Linked DNA regions of Scylla paramamosain: region 2 is linked to region 1. A link is a contact called in public Hi-C data. All regions are on one chromosome and are shown on one strand. The core of a region is the stretch at or near the end of the contact, and the rest is flanking DNA. Distances in the headings are between cores, read along the strand shown.

Region 1 (5,527 bases), core at 1,564-4,063:
GGGAGGTGAAGCTGGTATGGAAAATTGTGTGTGTGTGTGTGTGTGTGTGTGTGTGTGTGTGTTTAGGATTATTTGTTTGATCTTGGTAGTGGTGGTGGTGATGGTGGTAGGAAAGATGTTAATATGATTTTTTTTTCTATTTAACATTTGTATGTCCGTTTCCTCTCTCTCTCTCTCTCTCTCTCTCTCTCTCTCTCTCTCTCTCTCTCTCTCTCTCTCTCTCTCTCTCTTGAACAACAGATGTTTGTTCGTCATGATTGGTTCTGAAATTTCACACAGTGCTTGGAAATTAAAACACCAGGATGGGAAAAAACAAATTAATTAGAATTGTAATTAAGATTCTCTCTCTCTCTCTCTCTCTCTCTCTCTCTCTCTCTCTCTCTCTCTCTCTCTCTCTCTCTCTCTCTCTCTCTCTCTCTCTACCATAAATGTCGCACATACTAGACTAGCTGTGAGTCACCTGCGCGAACACACACACACACACACACACACACACACACACACACACACACACACACACCAAATGCACAGTTGATATAGAGAGGAAGGGGGAAAAAAGACAAAAACATTATGCACTTCAAATGTTAGACTTTCACTTGTAGTAAATATATATATAAATACATGTCGAAATTCATTAATAAGTCGTCACAGAAAGGTCAGGAGGGAAAGGTCACTATGTTCTGCTTAAATGTGAAGGAGAAGAAAAAAGAAAAGAAAAAGGAAAGACGAGAAAAAGGAAAGAAGGAAACAGGAAGCCTTGTAAGTATAAGAAATAATAGGAAAAATAATTATGGCATTTAAGGATAACAATATAATGAGAGTAAACAATGGCGTGTTTACAGAATAAAAAAAAAATGAATGGATGTGGATAATAGGACAGATAATGCATGAATGAAGGATGTGAATGAGAGTAAAAGGAAGACATTACGTGAACCAGGGAGAGGAAGGAGGGAAGGAGAGAGGAAGTGAAGGATAAGGACAAGGAGGATGAAAGGGATTGAGAGAGGAAGGAGAGTGAGAACGAGAAAGACCGAGTAAGGGGAGCTTTGAGAAAACAAGACCAACACAACCTTATACAGATTAAAGCAACTACCAGTGACCAACCTTATAAGTCTCTCTCTCTCTCTCTCTCTCTCTCTCTCTCTCTCTCTCTCTCTCTCTCTCAGTTACCTGCATGGCTTCTCCACGCGTGTAACTTATGACGCATATTTTTGGTCTTATTTCTCTGCAGCTCAGTTATTTTTTAAGACTGGTCTAAATCACCTGTACGCTTTGCCCTGCAGTCTTGAGTGGTTACCCTGTAAGCTCACTAGCACTGCCACACACGTGCTACATTCAGGGAGATCAAACTAACACCCTTATAACGCATCTTGTAGCTAATTCGCTCCGCATAAACATTTTGTGGCTTTTAAATCTTGTAAATGTTGCTAAATTATACATCTCTCTCTCTCTCTCTCTCTCTCTCTCTCTCTCTCTCTCTCTCTCTCTCTCTCTCTCTCTCTCTCTCGCACATACCATCAGCAAGGGAAAGATAGGAGCTAAGTAACGATAATAAAAGAAAAAAAAAGAAGATAAAACTGTGATGAAAATGAAGATAAGGAAGATACAGCAAACAGTGAATCATTGAGTCAGTTATTAACAATCTGTGATAGGAAAGATTATTGAAACCGCAGATAATGACCGTACAAAGTGTGTGTGTGTGTGTGTGTGTGTGTGTGTGTGTGTGTGTGTGTGTGTGTGTGTGTGTGTGTGTGTGTGTGTGTGTGTGTGTGTACCTGTGGAAGTGTGGGGAGTGACGGGAGCCCTCTGAACACTGAAGGCCCAAATAAGGAGGAGCAGGAGAATGATGAATGTGAACGTAGACAGAAGATGAGGCAGACCTAAGATGATATTATGGAGGGATAAGAGAGAGAGAGAGAGAGAGAGAGAGAGAGAGAGAGAGAGAGAGAGAGAGAGAGAGAGAGAGAGAGAGAGAGAGAGAGAGAGAGAGAGAGAGAGGCGTAAAGGATAGATCCTTATAGAAAAGACTAGATTGAGAAAGCTGACCAAAAAGAAGAAGGAGAAGAAGAAGAAGAAGAAGAAGAAGAAGAAGAAGAAGAAGAAGAAGAAGAAGAAGAAGAAAAGCTACGGTAAGTTTCTGGTGTGTGTACTCCTTATATGGTCACCTTTGTAAATAGTCTTGAGAAGTCTGTAATCTCAAGTACAGTTATAGGTAAACTAAGACAATTTACAGATATCTACCTGTATCTACCTAAATAAATATCTGAATACCTGTACCTATTCAGCGCATCACTCTGGCGCACCTGTTGACTAAATTTGCATATGTATGGAGGTAAATCTACTTATGTGTACCTATGGCTTTACAATTAAACGTGAAATACCGGAGAACTAATTACCTGACTCTCATTTACCAACATAATACAGGTAAGGCAAGGTCAGGTGTTAAATACGGACATTAAAGCAACATTATATAGAAAACTATTTATATTTACTTGCGAATTTTTAATATTCATAAGTATTTGCTCGTAGTATTTTGCTATGTTAATTTTATCCGCGTGACTCAAGGGAGAAGGATGAAGATTACAAGAAACTGGATAAGATGAAGCAATGTTTGGTAGTAGTAGGGTGTGTTTTACTCTCTCTCTCTCTCTCTCTCTCTCTCTCTCTCTCTCTCTCTCTCTCTCTCTCTCTCTCTCTCTCTCTCTCTCTCTCTCTCTCTCTCTCTGTCCCGTAGTGAGTGCTTTCTTACCTCATTTACTCACAGAAACCAAACAAGATCGTATTTTCTGCGTCATGTTTTTGCTGACCAGCCTAAGGAAGTGTGTGTGTGTGTGTGTGTGTGTGTGTGTGTGTGTGTGTGTGTGTGTGTGTGTGTGTGTGTGTGTGTGTGTGTGTGTGTGTGTGTGTGTGACCCAGAAACGATTTTCCCTCCTATGAGTCACGGTCGTGGGTTCATGTATCTCTCTCTCTCTCTCTCTCTCTCTCTCTCTCTCTCTCTCTCTCTCTCTCTCTCTCTCTGATAACGTCAACATGTCAGAAGGCAAGCACTCAGTTACAGTAGCACCACCCGCTTCTCTCTCTCTCTCTCTCTCTCTCTCTCTCTCTCTCTCTCTCTCTCTCTCTCTCTCTCTCTCTCTCTCTCTCTCTCTCTCTCTATGACGATTGTATAATTTCTATAGTCTTCCAACATTCAAGTCAGGCATATGTGAATGACGTAAGGGATTATTTTACGAGTGATCACAAGAAGACGACTCCAGCAGTAGCAGTATCTGTAGACTAGAGGATGTGGTTATCGTGTGTGAGTGTGAGTCTGTGTGAGTGCTGTCTGTGTCTGTGTGTGTGTGTGTGTGTGTGTGTGTGTGTGTGTGTGTGTGTGTGTGTGTGTGTGTGTGTGTGTGTGTGTGTGTGAGTGTGGGTGAGTGGGTGTGAGTAAGTGTAAGTGAGTGGGTGGGTGTATACATACGTACAAACATACGTCTCCTCTCTGAATAGCACCACCCATCTCTCTCTCTCTCTCTCTCTCTCTCTCTCTCTCTCTCTCTCTCTCTCTCTCTCTCTCTCTCTCTCTCTCTCTCTCTCACCACATCATCATCCCCTTGCACCTTCCTTCCTCACGTACACCTCTAAACACACACACACACACACACACACACACACACACACACACACACACACACACACATCTTTCCCAAGCACCACCACCATCACCACTACCTCCTCCTCCTCCTCCTCCTCCATCACATCTGCTTGACTCATATCGACACCTGCGGCTCCCATCACTCCTACACCTGCCTGCCTCGCTTACCTGCCTCATCAACTCACGCTTCCTCGCTCTGACTCACCTCTACACCGTCTGGGAGGCTTGCGTGAGTCGTCCGGGTGCTTTTGGGTGAGTCAGGGACCAGAGCAGTGAGTCAGAGGAATCGCCGGAGTGGGTCAATACCCTGGGACTGTGACTGACTGACTCCCTCTCTCTCTCTCTCTCTCTCTCTCTCTCTCTCTCTCTCTCTCTCTCTCTCTCTCTCTCTCTCTCTGATATGAAGAACCTTTAAGAACTTGAGAGAGAGAGAGAGAGAGAGAGAGAGAGAGAGAGAGAGAGAGAGAGAGAGAGAGAGAGAGAGAGAGAGAGAGAGAGAGAGAGAGAGAGAGAGAGAGAGAGATGGGAAAAATGCATTGTTACAGAGAGAGAGAGAGAGAGAGAGAGAGAGAGAGAGAGAGAGAGAGAGAGAGAGAGAGAGAGAGAGGTTGCCAGGTGTTAAGTGCCAGGTGAGTGGGAGAGCAACACCACCTGAAGTGAATCACGAACCGGCCCTCTCTCTCTCTCTCTCTCTCTCTCTCTCTCTCTCTCTCTCTCCACCATATGGCTGGTAGCAGGACTCATCAGCTGTTACAGAGACGGGTGATGAGAGGGGATGTGACATGGGGAGGGATGGAGGGAGGAAAGATGAGGGAGAGGGAGGGAGGGAGGGAGGGAGGGAGTGAGGGAGGAAGGGAGGGAGGAAGAGTAACCACCGTGACCGTAACGGGACTACCACTTCACGTTGGGAGGAAGAGCACGGAGAGAAGGGAGGAAAAGGAGAGGAGAGAGGGGGAAGAAAGGGAGGGCATGGTGAGAGAGAGCGAGCGAGAGAGAGAGAGAGAGAGAGAGAGAGAGAGAGAGAGAGAGAGAGAGAGAGAGAGAGAGAGAGAGAGAGAGAGAGAGAGAGATTCTTTTAATAGCACATCACCTCTTTACCACGATATAAAACTCGCACTCTTTCATCTTAAATTCCAGAGAGAGAGAGAGAGAGAGAGAGAGAGAGAGAGAGAGAGAGAGAGAGCAATTTGCATAGTAAGTAAGAAAACACAACTGATACCCTCCACTTCGCGTCCACCAATCACAAGTCAGCTTCGTATGACGTACTGACAAACAACGCATTCCTATTTTCTATGAAGCCCAAAGAAAACTATCCTCCACCTATATTTATCCGATAATAATCCTGGAATCCGCTGCAACTTCTTTTAATGAAATTTTTCTTGAAAGGAGGAAGGGGAGAGAGAAAGAGAAAGACAGAAAGAAGGAAAGGAAGAGGGGAGAGGGAGAGGGATTAGTGGATGGATAAGTCTGCGTTGAGAGAGAGAGAGAGAGAGAGAGAGAGAGAGAGAGAGAGAGAGAGAGAGAGAGAGAGAGAGAGAGAGAGAGAGAGAGAGAGAGAGAGATAGAATGGTTGGAGGGATAGTGATGGAGAGGAAAAAGGTTGAGGTGAGCAAAGAAGTGAGGGAAGACTAGAAAGCCTTCTCACTATTTGTGTGTTTCATAATCATCTCCGTGAAGAATGAGAGGATGAAGAAAGGGAGCAGCGATAAGGGAAGGAAAAATGGAGGAGAGAGGGGAGAGGACGGAAAATGAGAGCAGATTAAAGAAAAAAATGTAATAAAAAATCAGATATGCGAACCGATAGATTTACACACACACACACACACACACACACACACACTTAGATATAAACATAGATACGTAAGATCACGTTTAAACACACACACACAC
Region 2 (5,527 bases), core at 1,799-4,298, 74 kb after region 1:
TAGTCTTGGCTCTCTCCCTCAACCTCTCCCGTATCCTTTAAGTCCAAGGTCGTCCCTCCTCCTCCTCCATCTTCTCCTCCTCCTCCCCCTCCTGCTTCTACCTTTTTAGAACCACCTCCTTAAGCCTCTCGTGTGTGTGTGTGTGTGTGTGTGTGTGTGTGTGTGTGTGTGTGTGTGTGTGTGTGTGTGTGTGTGTGTGTGTGTGTGTGTGTGTGAAGGTACATTATCTTGACCAAGCGTAAAATTAAAGACAATAATAAAACAGCTGGGAGTGGAAAGAGACAAGACACTGAAGCATCATCATCTAACTATTGCACCTTATGTTTATCAGATTAAATATAAAGCGATATATTTTGTTCCTCTTCTCATTTCCTATTATAAATTTGTACAGCTCCGCAAGATTATCAGATATAAGTGCTCATTTGTCCCACCACGGAAACACTCACTGACAAATGCGCAGTGTGAGGGAAGCGATGATACAATATGTGTAGTGTGCGAGGTTTTAAAAGAGATATAATTTTTGTGTGCCACGTAAGTTAGGTTAAGGTATGTTAGGTGAGGCTAGGTTAAGGTAGATTAGGTTAGGTTAAAGTATGTTAGGTTAGGTTAGGTTAGGTTAAGGTATGTTAGGTTAGGTTAAGGTATGTTAGGTTAGGTTAGGTTAGGTTAGGTTAGCTTAGGTTGGGTTAGGTTAGGTTAGGTTAAGGTTAGGTTAGGTTAGGTTAGGTTAGGTTAGGTTAGGTTAGGTTGGGTTAAGGTTAGGTTAGGTTAGGTTAGGTTAGGTTAGGTTGGGTTAAGGTATGTTAGGTTAAGGTATGTTTAGCTAGGTTAGGTTAGGTTAGGTTAGGTTAGGTTAGGTTAGGTTAGGTTGGGTCAAGGTATGTTAGGTTAAGGTATGTTTAGCTAGGTTATGTTAAGATAGGCTGGATTAAGTTACGTAAGATTAGTTTACGCTACGTTATGTTAGATTAGGTTAGATTAAGTTAGGTTTGTTGAGATTAGGTTATGTTAGGTTAGGTTCGATGAGATTAGGAAAGGTTAGGTTTGGTTGGGTTAGGTTAGTTAAGGTATTTTAGGTTAGGTTAGGTTAGTTAAGGTATTTTAGGTTAGGTTAGGTTAGTTAAGGTATATTATGAGAGATTAGGCTAGTTTTTACACTAATATTATATAGTGTGTAAAATTTAATTCATATACTTTTGTGCTCCGGAAGCAAGGTCTGCCCAGGCTAGTTAGGTACTGCAACTACAGCAAATCAAGAATAACAATATAATATACACGCAATTCTCCTCCATTCGATTTCAGTATTTCAATAATCAACTTATTCATGTAAGACTAGCGTTTCTACTGCTATGTTCGCCTTTAATTCAAATTCGGAACACTGTAAAAATTATTTGCATGAACTCACAAAAAAAGAAAATATGAGGTAATTTGTCTTTTTATAGGGCACATAAGTATTCAAGAGACTGTAGCGGAGAATTTAGTGTCAAAGGAGCTGAATATTATAGGAGAAAGATAGAAAATATATTCGTCATTAAAAAGATAAACCATTTGGCCAAGATAAAGAAAATAACTCTCATAACAATTTGCTGGCATCTCTAACCATCATGGAAGAAAGAATATAGAAAAATAAATAAATAAATAGTTCGGCAATAAAAAGATAAACCATTTATTTGGCCACGACAGAAAATAACTCAAAACAACTTGTACTCATCTCTACTCATCACAGAAGGAGAAGTCTTATTGAGTAATAAATAAATAAATAGTTCAACATTAAAAGAATAAACCATTTCAGCAAAATAGCAACTTTTACAACTCAACCTATACTCATCTCTACTCATCACAGAAGGGGTAAGAAGGAGCTGGAGAACCGTAAGTTTTGAAATAATCTAATGGAATAAAGGCTGCAGATAACACAACGAAGTGCTCATAGCGGATTCCATTTTCTTTTTTTATCTTTTGAAAGGAAGACTGATAAATTATCGAGTACTGATGTCAGAGGATGGAAAAGCAGGATGCGACTGATAAACAGAGAGAGAGAGAGAGAGAGAGAGAGAGAGAGAGAGAGAGAGAGAGAGAGAGAGAGAGAGAGAGAGAGAGAGAGAGAGAGTAGAATTATCATTACTCATCAAATCCTACTAAAGGCAAGCAGTACATTGACCATTGACTCCTCTCTCTCTCTCTCTCTCTCTCTCTCTCTCTCTCTCTCTCTCTCTCTCTCTCAGGTAAGCTCGTGTACAGGTAAATTTCCGCCGACCTCACCTTTTGTCACGACATATACCTGCTTTTGTTTGGTTTAGTTTTTTCTTTTTTTCGGAATCGACGAGAAAAAAATATTTGGAGGTAAAAATATACATAGAATTCCTCTTTTTTTCATTTCTTTCTACTTATTATTTTTTTTAACTTGAGATGTACATTTTTTTATTTTGTATGTCTTGTTTTTGCTTTACCTCTCTCTCTCTCTCTCTCTCTCTCTCTCTCTCTCTCTCTCTCTCTCTCTCTCTCTCTCTCTCTCTCTCTCTCTTACGGACAAGTAAATGTTATGTCTGTCACGGCTGTGGGGAGGGAATGAGAGAGAGAGAGAGAGAGAGAGAGAGAGAGAGAGAGAGAGAGAGAGAGAGAGAGAGAGAGAGAGAGAGAGAGAGAGAGAGAGTAGGAAGGCAAAATAAAGAGGGAAGAGGGAAGGAGAAAGGAGGTAAATAAAAAAAACGAAATAAAAAAGTTAAGGAAAAAAATATAAATAGATGGAAGGATAAAAGAAAATAAAAGAATGGAGAGGAGGAAGCAATGGAACAGAAAATAGAAGAGAGAGAGAGAGAGAGAGAGAGAGAGAGAGAGAGAGAGAGAGAGAGAGAGAGAGAGAGAGAGAGAGAGAGAGAAAATGGAGGGAGAAGAATGGCTGTGGAAGGAAGGAGACACGAGAGAGATAATGATCAGAAGGAGGGAAGGAAGGAGAGAGGGAGGGAGGGAAGGAGGGAAGGAGGGAGGGAGGTAAGGAGGGAGAGTCATTCATATACCTGCCCCAACCTGCCTCACAAAAGAAGGAGGACGAGGCATTGTCGTGTGTGTGTGTGTGTGTGTGTGTGTGTGTGTGTGTGTGTGTGTGTCACTACCCTGCCGTAAACTATTACCAAAAGTTCAAAGTTGACGGTCAAGGTCTTCCCTCCTCCTCCTCCTCCTCCTCCTCTTCTCCTTCTCTGACCCCCAACGAGGACATTCTTCCCTCCCTCCCTCTCTCCCTCCTCCTCCTCCTCCTCCTCCTCTCCCTAACCTCCAAACCACATTTTCTTTTTACTATTACCTCCATCTCCTTCTTTACCTCCTTCTCCTCCTCCTCCTCCTCCTCCTCCTCCTTCTCCTCTTCCTCCATTCCCCTCAGTTCTCCCTTACCTCTTCTTTAACCCTTCTTCTTCTTCTTCTTCTATTTTTTTCTTCTTCTTCTCCCATATCTACAGGACCATCACCACCATCATCACCATCACTACCAACTCTACCATCACCACCATCACCACCATTTTTGGCACTTCATTTCTCACCATACTTGCCAACATCACCACCATCATCTCCTCCTCCTCCTCCTCCTCCTCCTCCTCCTCCTCCTCCTCCTTTCGCTTTGGTCAGAAAATGTAGAAGAAAGGAGGAATGGTAAATAGAGAAAAGGGAGAATAAGTAAGGCCATGATGATTGACAGGAGAGAGAGAGAGAGAGAGAGAGAGAGAGAGAGAGAGAGAGAGAGAGAGAGAGAGAGAGAGAGAGAGAGAGAGACTGTGAGGGTGCTTGTTCTCTGCCAATGGAGGTGGGAAATGCCTGCCTGCCTGCCTCTCTCTCTCTCTCTCTCTCTCTCTCTCTCTCTCTCTCTCTCTCTCTCTCTCTCTCTCTCTCTCTCTTAAACTCCTTACCCTTTCCCAAAGCCTTCCTTTCCCACGCTTGCAGGGAATATAATGGTCGAGAGAGAGAGAGAGAGAGAGAGAGAGAGAGAGAGAGAGAGAGAGAGAGAGAGAGAGAGAGAGAGAGAGAGAGAAACAGCCTTCAGGAAGTTAAACAAAAGATAACCATTCATTCATTATTTTTCTCTTTCTCTTATCCCTGTTCCTACTTTTATCATCCTTCTCTTTTCCCTTATTCCGCACATTTACGAATCTTTATTTTTTCTTATTTCCTCTATTTCCATTTATTTTCGTTTTCCTTTTTTCCGTTGCTTGTCTTTTCTCTTTTCTCTCTTTTTTTCCTTTTGTTTCGTCAATTCCCCTCTTTTCCTCCCATTTGGTTTCCTTTGTTCCTTTTCTCTTCCTCTCCCTTCGTTTCTCAGGCTTACATTTCTTTCTCCCTTGTTCTCTAACCTTCCCTCCTTCTGGTTCTCATTTCTTTCTTCTTTCTGTCTTTCTCTCTTCCTTTCCATTCTCTCTCTCTCTCTCTCTCTCTCTCTCTCTCTCTCTCTCTCTCTCTCTCTCTCTCTCTCTCTCTCTCTCTCTCTCTTCCTCATCTTTTCAATCTCCCTTCTTTATTTCTTTTAACTTCCTCTTTTCTTTGACCTCTTTTGTCTTGCATTTCTTTCATGTTCTGTACGTAACCTCCTCTTTACTACATTCTCTCTCTCTCTCTCTCTCTCTCTCTCTCTCTCTCTCTCTCTCTCTCTCTCTCTCTCTCTCTCTCTCTCTCTCTCTCTCAAGTATGTCCGTGTGGTATGTGTGTGTTAGTAACCGTGTGTGATTCGAGTGCATGTCTGTGTGTGTGTGTGTGTGTGTGTGTGTGTGTGTGTGTGTGTGCGGCCTTGACAGGAGAGGCTGGTGGTCGCTGCGCCATTCACCTCTTTGCATTGCGCAGTTTGGCGATGTGTGCTTTCCTGCCATCCTCATTCTGCGAAGGCAAGGGAAAACAATAGTGCACACAAATACACACACACACACATACACACACACACACACACACACACACACACACACACACACACACACACACGAGTAATGAAATAAATAAATACAGAAGAGAAATATGAAAATACACATGTGCATATAAATAACAAAGTACAATAATAAGATATGTAAATACAATGTAGCAAAAAGATGAAAAACAGAAGAGAAATATGAAAATGCACGCACTGATATTATTCATTCATAAATAACGAAAGTAACGAAAATAATAAAAATGAAGAAAACGTAATCTGATTCTCCTGAGTTATAACGAAAGGAATGAAAAAAAATAATAAAAAGAACACAGAATACATAATGGATAAACAAATACACAGATAAAATAGACATACAAATAACAGTGTATATAAATAAGAAGAAAACGCGACTGTAACTTACTGAAATATTTTATCACAAAAAATAAAAAAGAAAAAAAAAGAAAAAAAGAAAATAATAATATAGCAAAAATTATAAAAGGAAGAAATAAATCACGACAAAAAAAAAAAAGACACTGGAGGAAGAAATAGATAAGAATACCAGAAGAAAAAAATAGAAAACAGAGAATTATGAAAATACATGAAAAAAATAAAGAGCAAATCGAAGACAAAACAAAAGATGAAGGG

What was found. Hi-C and Micro-C count contacts between places; a contact is called where the count stands out from the background.
Region 2: a contact with region 1 is called in a Hi-C map of testis, with 2.4 times the contacts expected there. The contact joins two enhancer-like sites.

What each region holds. Positions count from the first base shown.
Region 1 is chr13:22,670,543-22,676,069 of ASM3559412v1, forward strand. All of the region lies in intron 1 of LOC135106523 (thymosin beta-like), which reads right to left. Among protein-coding and RNA genes, the nearest start is that of LOC135106523, 20 kb to the right of the region's middle. Within about 2 kb of position 2,814, the one cell type or tissue checked has an H3K27ac peak away from gene starts, as active enhancers do.
Region 2 is chr13:22,743,938-22,749,464 of ASM3559412v1, forward strand. No RefSeq gene overlaps it. Among protein-coding and RNA genes, the nearest start is that of LOC135106523, 53 kb to the left of the region's middle. Within about 2 kb of position 3,049, the one cell type or tissue checked has an H3K27ac peak away from gene starts, as active enhancers do.